2 separate regions of the Mus musculus genome follow, and region 1 is linked to region 2. The links are chromatin contacts, called in public Hi-C maps. All regions are on one chromosome and are shown on one strand. Each heading gives the region's core, a stretch centred on a gene start, on an enhancer-like site or on the middle of the called end of the contact. The rest is flanking DNA. Distances are from core to core; before and after follow the strand shown. Region 1 has its middle 36 kb from the start of Gm52796. Region 2 holds the start of Nptx2 (neuronal pentraxin 2).

What was found. A called contact is a pair of places that touch in the nucleus more often than the background predicts.
Region 1: a contact with region 2 is called in a Hi-C map of cerebral cortex, with 2.0 times the contacts expected there. The contact joins the enhancer-like site here to the promoter of Nptx2 in region 2. A contact is called at or near these places in 10 of 484 Hi-C or Micro-C datasets (brain, cerebral cortex, cortical neurons and 4 more), 12 of 115 datasets of contacts at active chromatin or transcription factors (embryonic basal ganglia, embryonic forebrain, embryonic hindbrain and 5 more) and 1 of 9 other capture datasets (embryonic stem cells).

Annotation. Positions count from the first base shown.
Region 1 is chr5:144,706,389-144,712,045 of GRCm38.p6, reverse strand. No RefSeq gene overlaps it. Among named protein-coding and RNA genes, the nearest start is that of Gm52796, 36 kb to the right of the region's middle. Within about 2 kb of position 4,110, at least 20 of the 459 cell types and tissues checked have an H3K27ac peak or open chromatin away from gene starts, as enhancers often do. A contact at or near this core is called in brain and cerebral cortex, where this site is marked.
Region 2 is chr5:144,543,598-144,548,590 of GRCm38.p6, reverse strand. Nptx2 (neuronal pentraxin 2) reads right to left here and starts at 2,704. Exons shown (of 5, transcript NM_016789.3): 1 at 2,108-2,704; 2 at 256-472. The coding sequence starts at 2,527.

The sequences.
Region 1 (5,657 bases), core at 2,861-5,360, 160 kb before region 2:
GTCAATACCTGAGCATCCCTGGATCCCAGGCAGGCTTGGAGAAGGGCTTGTAGCTGTGTGTTCATGAGCTAATGCCCCAGGCCAGCAAGATAGGACATAGTACAGTCAGAATCCAGACTGCAAGCTCTCTATCCTGCACCCAACCAGGATGCTGCTTGCCTTGGACGATGCCCTGTTGGCAATCCCTCTTGATGCTTTTAGTAATTTTTCTGTCCCTGGAGTTTTGACACCGGTAGACTACTGGATCTTATTGTATCTGTTTACTGTCCTGTGAAGACCCATGGGGCACATTTGGTGTAAATTGGGATGAAAGAAAATGGGACAGTTTTAAAAAAAAAAGACCCAAAGATAGCTACAAATAATTTCCAGAGTACAAATATTCACAGGGCTTCCAGTCTCCCACAGAGGCTGCCACCCAGAAGGAGAGTTTTCAGAGCAAGTTGCCATGATAAGATGGGCAGGGTGAGTGAGTGTGGGGAGCCAGACTTCTCATTAGTGATGCCATGTTCATTTTCCAGTTCTTCTGATTGTTAGCATCACATACAACACACGTGCTCACGCACACACGCACACACACAAATATACAACACCACACACCACACACATGGAAATATACAACACACAGCACACTCATACACACAAATACACACCACATGTAAATACCACACACACTCAAATACACAACACACTCTCACACCACAACATAAATACACAACACACTTGCACCCTGCATTTACATTTCTAAATCATTTCTATCTTTATGTTTATCTCAGTAAGTCTTATCTATCAATCAATCAATCAATCTATCTATCTATCTATCTATCTATCTATCTTTCTTTCTTTCTATCTTTCTATACATCCACCCACCCACCCACCCACCCACCCATCTTTCTATCTGGATATAGAGTTTTACTCTGTACCCCAGACTTTGAACTTATCCTCCTCAGTCTCCCAAGTGCTAGGATTGTAGGTGTGTGCCACCAACTCAGATGAAATGCTACTCATTGGGGATGGAGAGATGGCTCAGTGGTTAAGAGCACTGACTCTTCTTCCAGAGGTCTTGAGTTCAAATCCCAGCAACCACATGGTGGCTCACAACCATTTATAATGAGATCTGACGCCCTCTTCTGGAGTGTCCAAAGTCAGCTATAGTGTACTTACATATAATAAATAAATAAATAAATAAATAAATAAATAAATAAATAATTAAATCTTAAAAAAAGAGAGATGTTACTCATTGTGAAATTCTAAGAAAGAAGCCAGATGGGACTTTTAAGTGGCACCTAGGGCTTTGGGGTCAGTAAAGAACTTGCTTTTTAAGCATAAAGGACCTGAGTTGGGTTCCCAAAGCCAAAAACTTGGGCATAGTTGTGTGTTTGTAACACCTGCACTCAGGGGATGAAGACAGTGGCTTCCTGGAGCTGGGTGGTCAGCCAGCCTAGCCTGTCTGTGAGTTCCAGGACACTGAGAGACCTGCCTCAAAACAAACAAAAAGATGAGCAGAGTCCGATGAGTGACACATGAGGTTGCCCTCTGACCTCCACGCATGTGCATACACATATGCATGAATGTGCACACACATACAGGCATAAATTAACAGAAGGAACAGGGATAAGATATTCTTCAAAGGCATACACGCCCTTTTTTTTTTTTTTTATGAGGCATGGTTTTTCTGTATAGCCCCGGCTGTCCTGTAGACCAGGCTGCCCTTGAACTCAGAGATCTCCCCACTCCCAGAGTGCTGGGATTAAAGTCATGTATCACCACCACCCGGCCTACATCCTTCTTGATTCTACCTCCTAATAATGCCATTAGATTAGGAATCAATCAAGGGGTTAATCTAGTGATGAAGTCAGAACTCTCAGGATCCAGTCATGTCACAAAGATTGGATCCACCGGCAGGGGACCAAGCATCAACACAAAAACTTTTGGGGAGGACACTTCATATCCAAATCCTGACGATCTCTGTAAACGACACAGTCTGTAATATTCCGCCGAAGCAACTGAAAATAGACTGAGACATCTCAGTGTTCCTGTGTTAGCCAGAAAGTGTTCTTGGGATTGAAGGGTTAATTAGACATAGAGATCTAGGCAAGTGTTCCACAGCTAAATTATAATCTCAGTTATCATTTGCTTTTTTTTTGTGGAATAGAGTCTTTTTTTTAACATTTATTTATTACTATATGAAAGCACACTGTAGCTGTCTTCAGACACACCAGAAGAGCATCAGATCTCATTACGGATGGTTGTGAGCCACCATGTGGCTGCTGGGATTTGAACTCAGGACCTCTGGAAGAGCAGTCGGCGCTCTTAACTGCTGAGCCATCTCTCCAGCCCCCAGACAGAGTCTTATTAGGCAGGCTTTGAATTCATTCTGTAGCCCAGGATGGCTTTGAATTTGTTATCCTCCTGCCCCAGCCTCTTGAGTAGCTGTGATTGTAGGTCTGTGCTCCCATGCCTGGCTTGGTTTCCTTTCTGAGCCCTGGTTGTCTTATGTTGCCTTATATGGAATGTTTCCGTTTCTATTGCTGTGATAGAGCAACGTTGGGAGGAAAGAGTTTCTTTGTTCACATTTACCCTAAAGTCCAAAAGACATCTATAATCTACCCCAAACCCAGTCAGGTCTTTCACAGCATGATCCTGCTACCAAGTTCTGTATCAATTTGCTTTCTGTTGCTGTGATAAACAGCATGACCAAGACAACTTATGGGAGAAAGGGTTTATTTTGGCTTATGGTTCCACAATGGCAGAACGGAGGCAGCAGACAGGCATGGTGGCTTGAATATGTAGCTGAGAGTTCACACCTTGAACCCTAAGCGCAATGCAGAGAGAGCGAACTGCAAGTAGGATGAGGTTGTACCTTCTCCAAGCCCGCCTCCAGTGACACACTTCCTCCGCAAAGCTGCACTTCCTGAATGTCCCAAATTAGAACCCTCAAGCTGGGACCAAGAGCTCAAGCGGCTATGAGGGACATTCTCATTCAGCCCTCCACACGAGATAGAACCTGTCTCAGTCAGTTTCTATTCCTGCACAAACATCAGGACCAAGAAGCAAGTTGGGGAGGAAAGGGTTTATTCAGCTTACTCTTCCATACTGCTGTTCATCACCAAAGGAAGTCAGGACTGGAATTCAAGCAGGTCAGGAAGCAGGAGCTGATGCAGAGGCCATGGAGGGATGTTACTTACTGGCTTGCTTGCTTCCCCTGGCTTGCTCAGCCTGCTCTCTTATAGAACCAAGACTACCAGCCCAGAGATGGCACCACCCATAAGGGGCCTTTCCCCCTTGATCACTAATTGAGAAAATGCCTTACAGTTGTATCTCATGGAGGCATTTCCTCAACTGAAGCTCCTTTCTCTGTGATAACTCCAGCTGTGTCAAGTTGACACAAAACTAGCCAGTACAGAACCATTCATACTAGATCTGCTTCATACCATAAAAGAACGTAGGTGGTCAGTGTGTCCAGTAGACACGATCATTCAAGCATGCACAAAAGCTGCAGAAAAGGGGCTAGGTTCAGTTCAGCAGTACAGCCCCTGCCTAGAATCCCCCAGTGAGAGGCCGGGGGGGGGGGTGGGGGGTGGGGGGGGTGGGGGTGGGGGGGGCATGGCTCAGTGGTAGAGCCCCTGCCTAGAATCCCCCAGTGAGAGGCCGGGGGCGTGGCTCAGTGGTAGAGCCCCTGCCTAGAATCCCCCAGTGAGAGGCCGGGGGTGTGGCTCAGTGGTAGAGCCCCTGCACAGAATCCCCCAGTGAGGGGATAAGGGCGTGGCTCTAGCTAGCATAATAGGCCCTGAATTCTATCTTTAGCCATGCAGAAGTTATTTTATTTTCTTTCTTTATTTTTAATGCCACAGAAAGTCAAGGTTCTTCTCTTTTTGGCTCAGATGCATACCCCACGGATTTCTGGAATCCCCTTGTCTACTTCTGACTCCCATAGCTTGATAGACATAGGTGGTCACACTAAAACTTTGAACTGTTCCCACATGAGACCCGTGACCCACTCATGGTCCGGTGTTTTCAGGAACATCGGGTCCCTTTCCAGTGCTTTAGGAAGTAGCAGTGTGGGAGGGAGGCAGGGTGCGCTGCGCAGGCGGGTGCTTTGCCCTACTTTCTCCCTTGCTCTGGCTCAGGCTGCAGCCCGGGGACCTAGGGAGCTTGTGATCTGCCTGCTGCCAGAAGCCACTCTTGTCTTCACTCTAGTTTTTCCAGCCTGTAGATTTCAGTTGCCAGCTTGTAGCCTGGAAATGGGAAGCAAGTGACCCCCTCATAACCCATCTGGGGGGGGGTATCGTGGTTGTCATGGAGATGGTTTTTCTCTCTACCCTCTGTATCTTTGTAGGGGATGGCCTACCAGGCAGAGTTCCAGGCTGGAACATGGTCTCTGCCAGGAGAGAGATCCAGCTTGGTCACAACAGTCACAGTAACCCACATGTGATGTGCTCGGTGCTCCCTGCAGGCTGAACTCTGTGTAGGTCCTCTATGGAAGGGGAAGCTAAGGCCACTTGTCCTGGATGGTCATTGCTATGGACAGCTGGTAGTTCTGGCCCTGAGTATACACTAACTCATGACAATGCTTTCACTGTAAAAAGCCTGCATGCACGTGTCACCTCATGTGTGAAGGCATCAGATGACAACTCTCAGGGCTTGCTTCTCTTGCCCACTATGTGGGTCCCAGGGATTGAACCCAGGTTGCCGGGGCTCTGTGGCAATCACTTTTACCTGCTGAGCTGTCATGACAGCACTTGCAGTTTTTGGTTTTGCAACAGGGTCTCATGTAACCCTGGCTAGCCTTGAACTTAGTAACTACAGATGACTTTGAACTCCTGATACTTCTGCTGGCTTCATCTCCCAGGCAACCCACATTCAGTTTTACACAGAGCTGGGAACAAAACTCAGGGATTCTTCATGAAATCTAGCCAAGTCCTAGAGAATTCAGTTACATCCTGAGCCCCCAAAGCAACTCTTTTTTTTTTCCTTTTTTCATGTGTATGTGTATGCATGTTTTTGCATCTGGGTGGGCATGTGTGTGTGTGTGTGTGTGTGTGTGTGTGTGTGTGCGCGCGCGCGCATATGGCTGATGTTGGGAATCATACTCTACTTCTCTTTCACTTTTACTCAATGAGGCAGGGTCTCTCAGTCAAACCGAGCACTCCGATATGGATAGTCTTGCTGCATGCCTTGCTCTGGGGAGTCCATCTCTTGACTCTTGAAACTAGAATTATGGATATATCACCAAACCTATCTGGTTTTGACTTGAGTTTCCGGAGATCTGTATTCTGGGCCTCATGTTTTCATGGCAAACACTTCCTTTTCTTTTTAGCAAGCACTTTTAATTGTTGAGCCATCTCCTCAGCTCCCAAAAGCTGGAGTTACAGAATGGTTGTGAGGCACCCAACATGTGGGTGCTGGGAATCAAACATAGTATCATGTAGCAGTGTCTTCCCTGGTTAAAACCTTCCATTTTGGATGAAAAGCTGCTTTAAGATACAGGATGTTAAAGGGGAAGCCTACCAAATTGCAGGGTAGTTGTTAAGCTCAGGAGGTAAAGAACTCAGTAGTTTCAGGAAGTTCCTGAAACTGACCAGATTCAGTAAGACCTTCCCTCCTCCAGTATTTGTAAGCAGTAAAAACTGCTGAATGGACACTCTCAGACAAGGTGT
Region 2 (4,993 bases), core at 1,455-3,954:
GCAGGAGGTCAGAGGTCAGGCTGTTTATCCAAGCTGGTCTGGAGTGCCTTTGTTCCCCCCCCCCCCCAGGGTAATGCTGGTAGGGCTAGGAGCTAATCCCTGTGAGCACAGACATCTAAGGACACCTCCATGTTGTGCCACTACCACTGCTTCACTTATGTCCATAAATGGAAATCCTAGATCTGCCTGAAGTGGTAAAAAGGAGGCCACTCTCAGACAGAGCGCCGGGCGGGCGGGCGGGCGCACAGCACCTACCTCGCTCCAGCTCAGTCACCCTCTGCAGCAGGGCGTTCAGCGTGCTCTCTGTCTTCTGCCGGTGAGCCGAGGTCTCATTATGAAGCAGGGACTTCTCATCTTCCAGCTCCGCCACCTTGCGTAGCAACTGCCTCTCCAGCTCCCCGAGCCTCCGCTGGAGCACCTCTCGGAAGTCGCTCGGCAGCCCAGCGTTAGACACATTTGTGCGGAGCTGGAGCTTTGGAAGGGTGGGAGGGAGAGAGATTCAGGCCAGCTGAATAGAAACTGTGGCACGCAGCTCCAGTGACCCAACCACACAGCAAGGAGCTTCCAAAGCGGCTCAAAGAGAACATTTTACTGATGCCCCCCCGCCCCCCGCCGCCGCCGCCTTTTTGGTAGGGAAAGGCTTTCAAAGTCAGACAAAAATTACTTCCCTGCAATATTTGAAACTTGTGAATCTCACTTTCTCCTCTCGAAAAAGCTGCTTTTCTTCTCTTACCAAAAAGCCTAAAAATTTGGCCAACATCTACAATTCTATGTCATAAAAAGCCCAAAACACAGTTAAGATTTTTTTTTCAAACAGTTAATCAATGGTACTCAAAGCCAGCGAGCTTTCATCTAGAAATGAACACGGTCCCCAAGTTCCAAAATGGTACAAGGGCAAACGGGCTCTGCCATATTCCTGGAAAAGGTCAGGTATAATACGTTACTAAACCCCAGACAGCTCCGTTTTTAATGTATCCAAACCCTCACTTCCTATTTCTCTCACTCCTCTGCCATCACGCTGGCTCGGAGGCTGCCAGCCACCCTCAGCCATGAGCCCTTGGCAAGCGCCTGAATCCCTGTGTCCCAGTGTACCAGATTATAAACTGTAGAAAACTGGACCTGCCTCGAGCCATTCTCTATTACAAGGGTTAAAATTAAATACTCTGCCTGAGTCACACTTAGAACTCAAAAAGTGTGAGCTCTCAGTAATCATGACTCATGGACCCACAGATGCTGGGAATACTGTATATAGCAATCATGCCAAAAGCAACACTCCGATAATTTAGCAATAATTAACACCTGTAATTTAAACCTCATTTTTGCTAATAGGTATTTTTGATAAACGCTGTTAACAGAAATGTCCACACTTCTTAAACAAGGTGGGAAGTAAGATGAAAATTAATTGATGATTTCTCCCCCAAAGTTCCAAATTACCCACGGGAGAAGATAGCGAGATAAAGTCCGTTCCCCTAAAGTCATAGCTAAGGGCATCTTTAAAAAAAAAAAAAAAAAAAAGCTGACTCTGTGAAGAGGCGTCTTTGAGGTTAATAAGGGGCTTGCTTACATCCTGGGGTCGCTGGCTTTCCCCCTCCACTATCCTGCAGATCAGTCAAGACCAGTCCTCCCACACCCCGACGCAATTTGTCAAAGAAAACACCAGATGCCCAGGGGCAGCTGACCTCCGGTGGCAGTCTCAGCACTGGGTACAGCCAGCAGGAGCGTGTCCCGCTTCTGAAAGTGGAGGTTTGCAAAGAGGAAACAGGCTGCCGGGGTCACCGGGTTTTGCCCTCCAGGCTTGGCAGTCTGGGTTCTTTAGGTAAAAACCTCGGTAAGTTCACGGTGAGTCTAGTGGGTAAGTCCCCGCGCGCGACGGAATGGAGATGGGGGTGAGAATTTCACCTTTCCCATCGAACGTGGGGACAGAAGAGGACAAGGAGACGGGAGGCCATCACAGTAAGGTCCAGAGTAGGAGCGAGACTTGCACCCCCGAACTCAGCTCTCCCCGTGGATGGGGGCGCCCGGCCAGCCCACGTACCCATTTCTCCCGCATCCTCAGTCCCACGATCCCGGGGACCACCACCCGCTAGATGCCACCGCGCACAGGTACCTCGAGGCTCTCCAAGCGGTCCTTGAGGGTTTGCAAGGAGCGGCTAAGCTGCTCCACGACGTGGCCCGGGTCCCGCGGCAGGTCGCCCATGGTGTCCTTGCCTGTGCCGCGCGCCTTGCCGCCCGCCAGCCCCTCGCAGCGGGCCAGCTTGCCGGTGAGCTCTCGGATGGCTTCTCGCTGGGCGCCCAGCGTCTCCTTCTGCTGCACGACGGTCTCGCGCAGCTGCAGCACAGCGGCTCGCAGCTCCTCCTCGGGGCTCAGAGCGCCTCCCTGCATGGGCATCGCGGGCAGCGGGCAGCCGGCGCGCGCCGCTTCGGGGGGCAACGCGGTGCACACGAAGCGGCTGCCAGGTATCGGGCTGTCCTGGGCTCGTCCGGCGGCCACGGCGAGCGCCACGCCGACGGTCAGCAGCGCCAGCATCTCGCTGACCTGTGTGCTCACTTCAGCATGGGTCGCTGGTTTGCCGTCTGGGCGCCTTCGCGGCCGGCTACGTCTGTCCGAGCGCGGCACTCGAGGGAACCGCGTGCAGCACGGAAACGGCAGCACAAGCGCCGCCTGCCGTCGCAAAAACCCGCTCTCCGCTTTGCGCGGCGTTCTGGCCCGGGCTCTGCCCGCGCGCCCTTTCTTAAGCTTGGAGGGTGGGGCCACAGGCGCGTGGGGCTCGCGCCGCGCTCTCTGATTGGTCCGCCGGCGTTCGCGTCACGCGGAGGGCGGGGCGCGGGCGCATTGCTAAGCTGGCCCAGGCGGCTGGGTTCTGTCGTGGGTTGGGTTTCAGAGACGCGAGTGCAGGATCCCCAAGGCTCCTTAGGAAAGGAAACTGGGCTTCGGAAACGGTCAGAGAAAGCGTCGGCTGGCCCCGCACGGTCAAAGAAGCCCCGGGGACAACTTGCCGCCCACGATGAGAGGTGTTGGCGCGGCTTCCGGCTGAGAAATCCTGACCGAGATGACTCCACTTGCCTAGGAGGAATTCTCCCAGCGGGACTCGAACCCGGGTCTTCCACGCGAGCCACCTACGCGGCTCGCGTGGGCTTCCTTGTTCTGGCGCGGGAAGCACGACGGTCGATTGCAGAGGCGGACAGTCTGTAGGCGTACCCAAAATCCCAGGCCCAACCCCAGAGAACTCAAGGGGAAAAACGGAAGAAAACAAGAAAGAAAGAAAGAAAGAAAGAAAGAAAGAAAGAAACAGACCAGCAGGGACAGAAGTGGGTCCTGGATGCTGCAAGAAAGAAGGGGATGCCCACACAGAAGACCAGGAGGCAGTAGTCACGAGTTCACTCGAAGGTTCTTGTGCGGGGACAATATCCTTCTAGGCATGACCTTATTTATTTCGCATGACCTCGGTTTGATGAGAACATCCAGCCGGAATAAACATGATGGGGCCATGGCAAAGACTGGGGCCCCGTTCTTTTTAATGCGGGAATCCAACAAGTCCACTTTACACCTGGAGACTAGTATCATCAGATTCTTGGAGAAAGCCTAATATTAATACCCAGAAACCCCGCAAAAGATTGGGAGGGGGTATTTCAAAATCTTACCCATGGCTTACAAGTTCAGAACAGTTACACACTTAACAGACTCAGCTGGTTTACTGTGAATTAAAAATGAAAAAAAAAAAGTTCCCCCTTTTTAAAGAAATCCTGTTGCAAGGTCATTAATCACATTACCCATTCTACCAGAAACAAATGGATTTGTCACTTGTGCAAAGAAGCTGGGGTTGATTCTGAAAACAAATTGTATCAAAATAAATGAAATTATTATGATAATACAAAATAGACTGCAGTGATTAATCTCTGGGAACCAAATTCTGACCTGTTTTGCACTTCAAACAATAGCTTCTGTTATGTAAATAGTTGTGGGGGTTTTCAAGGACAGTGTTGCTAAATTATAAGGAAAGTTCTATTCATGAAAAATCTCTTCAAGGATTAAAAACTACAGACAGGATATTCAGTCTCCACAGGACCCAGAGCAGGACTCAGAAGCGAGGATGGCTCAGGTAAGAATATTCATCAATGGAAAAGGTAGGGTGTAGGCAGGGGGGTGAACACTGGGCTAATGGCTTTGTTGTCTAGACTCACCACAAAGAAGTTTCCCCTTGTTGAATTTGACCTTGAGTCTACCATTTCTTCCTAGACTTTCTTTCTTTGGCTACATGGAAACTCAAAAGCTCAAATAACACCCCCCACACACACACACACACACAAACTGCAATCACGAAGGCAACAAAATCTCAAAACACTTTCTAAAGTAGTACATTTTTAGAGGATGCTGTAAGGTACCAAATCCAGGCATGTTCAGAATTACCCAAATATAGACATGCTGCTTGAAGTTACCACTCACAGATTTAATGCTCTTTTACTCCCAGGCCAGGGCAGATCTTAATTGGGTGTGACAAATAGATTATCATTGTTTCTTTGTAGTTCTCCAGCCCTTTCATGACATGGACTAATAATTCATATTTGCAACTACTTGAAGCCAAGGCTTGTCCTTTTAATAATTAAACGTATTTCCAGAATTCTAATTTCCTCCTGACCAAAGAAGGTGATGTACAAGAAGACATAAAAATAGCATATATCCCCAAAATAATTGCTCTTAGACTTCCTACAAGAGTTCCCACTATGAGAAGGGATCAGCAGAGTTGCCAAATTCCAGATGGAAAGACCCAGGCATTGAGGATATGATTTTCTCTGGAGACAGTAAAATCAGAGGACTTATGCTATTTGCAGTTTTGTTTTCCTGGTACAATGGAAAAATCTGCTGGTTTAGGAATGAGGCCTTCTAGTCCCAATGCCAACTGTTACTAGCTAAGTGGTTTGGGGCAAGCCATTTTCTCCTCTTTGGACCTTGTAGGAAAGATAAGGCAATTAGCGTCAACTCTTTAATGGCCCT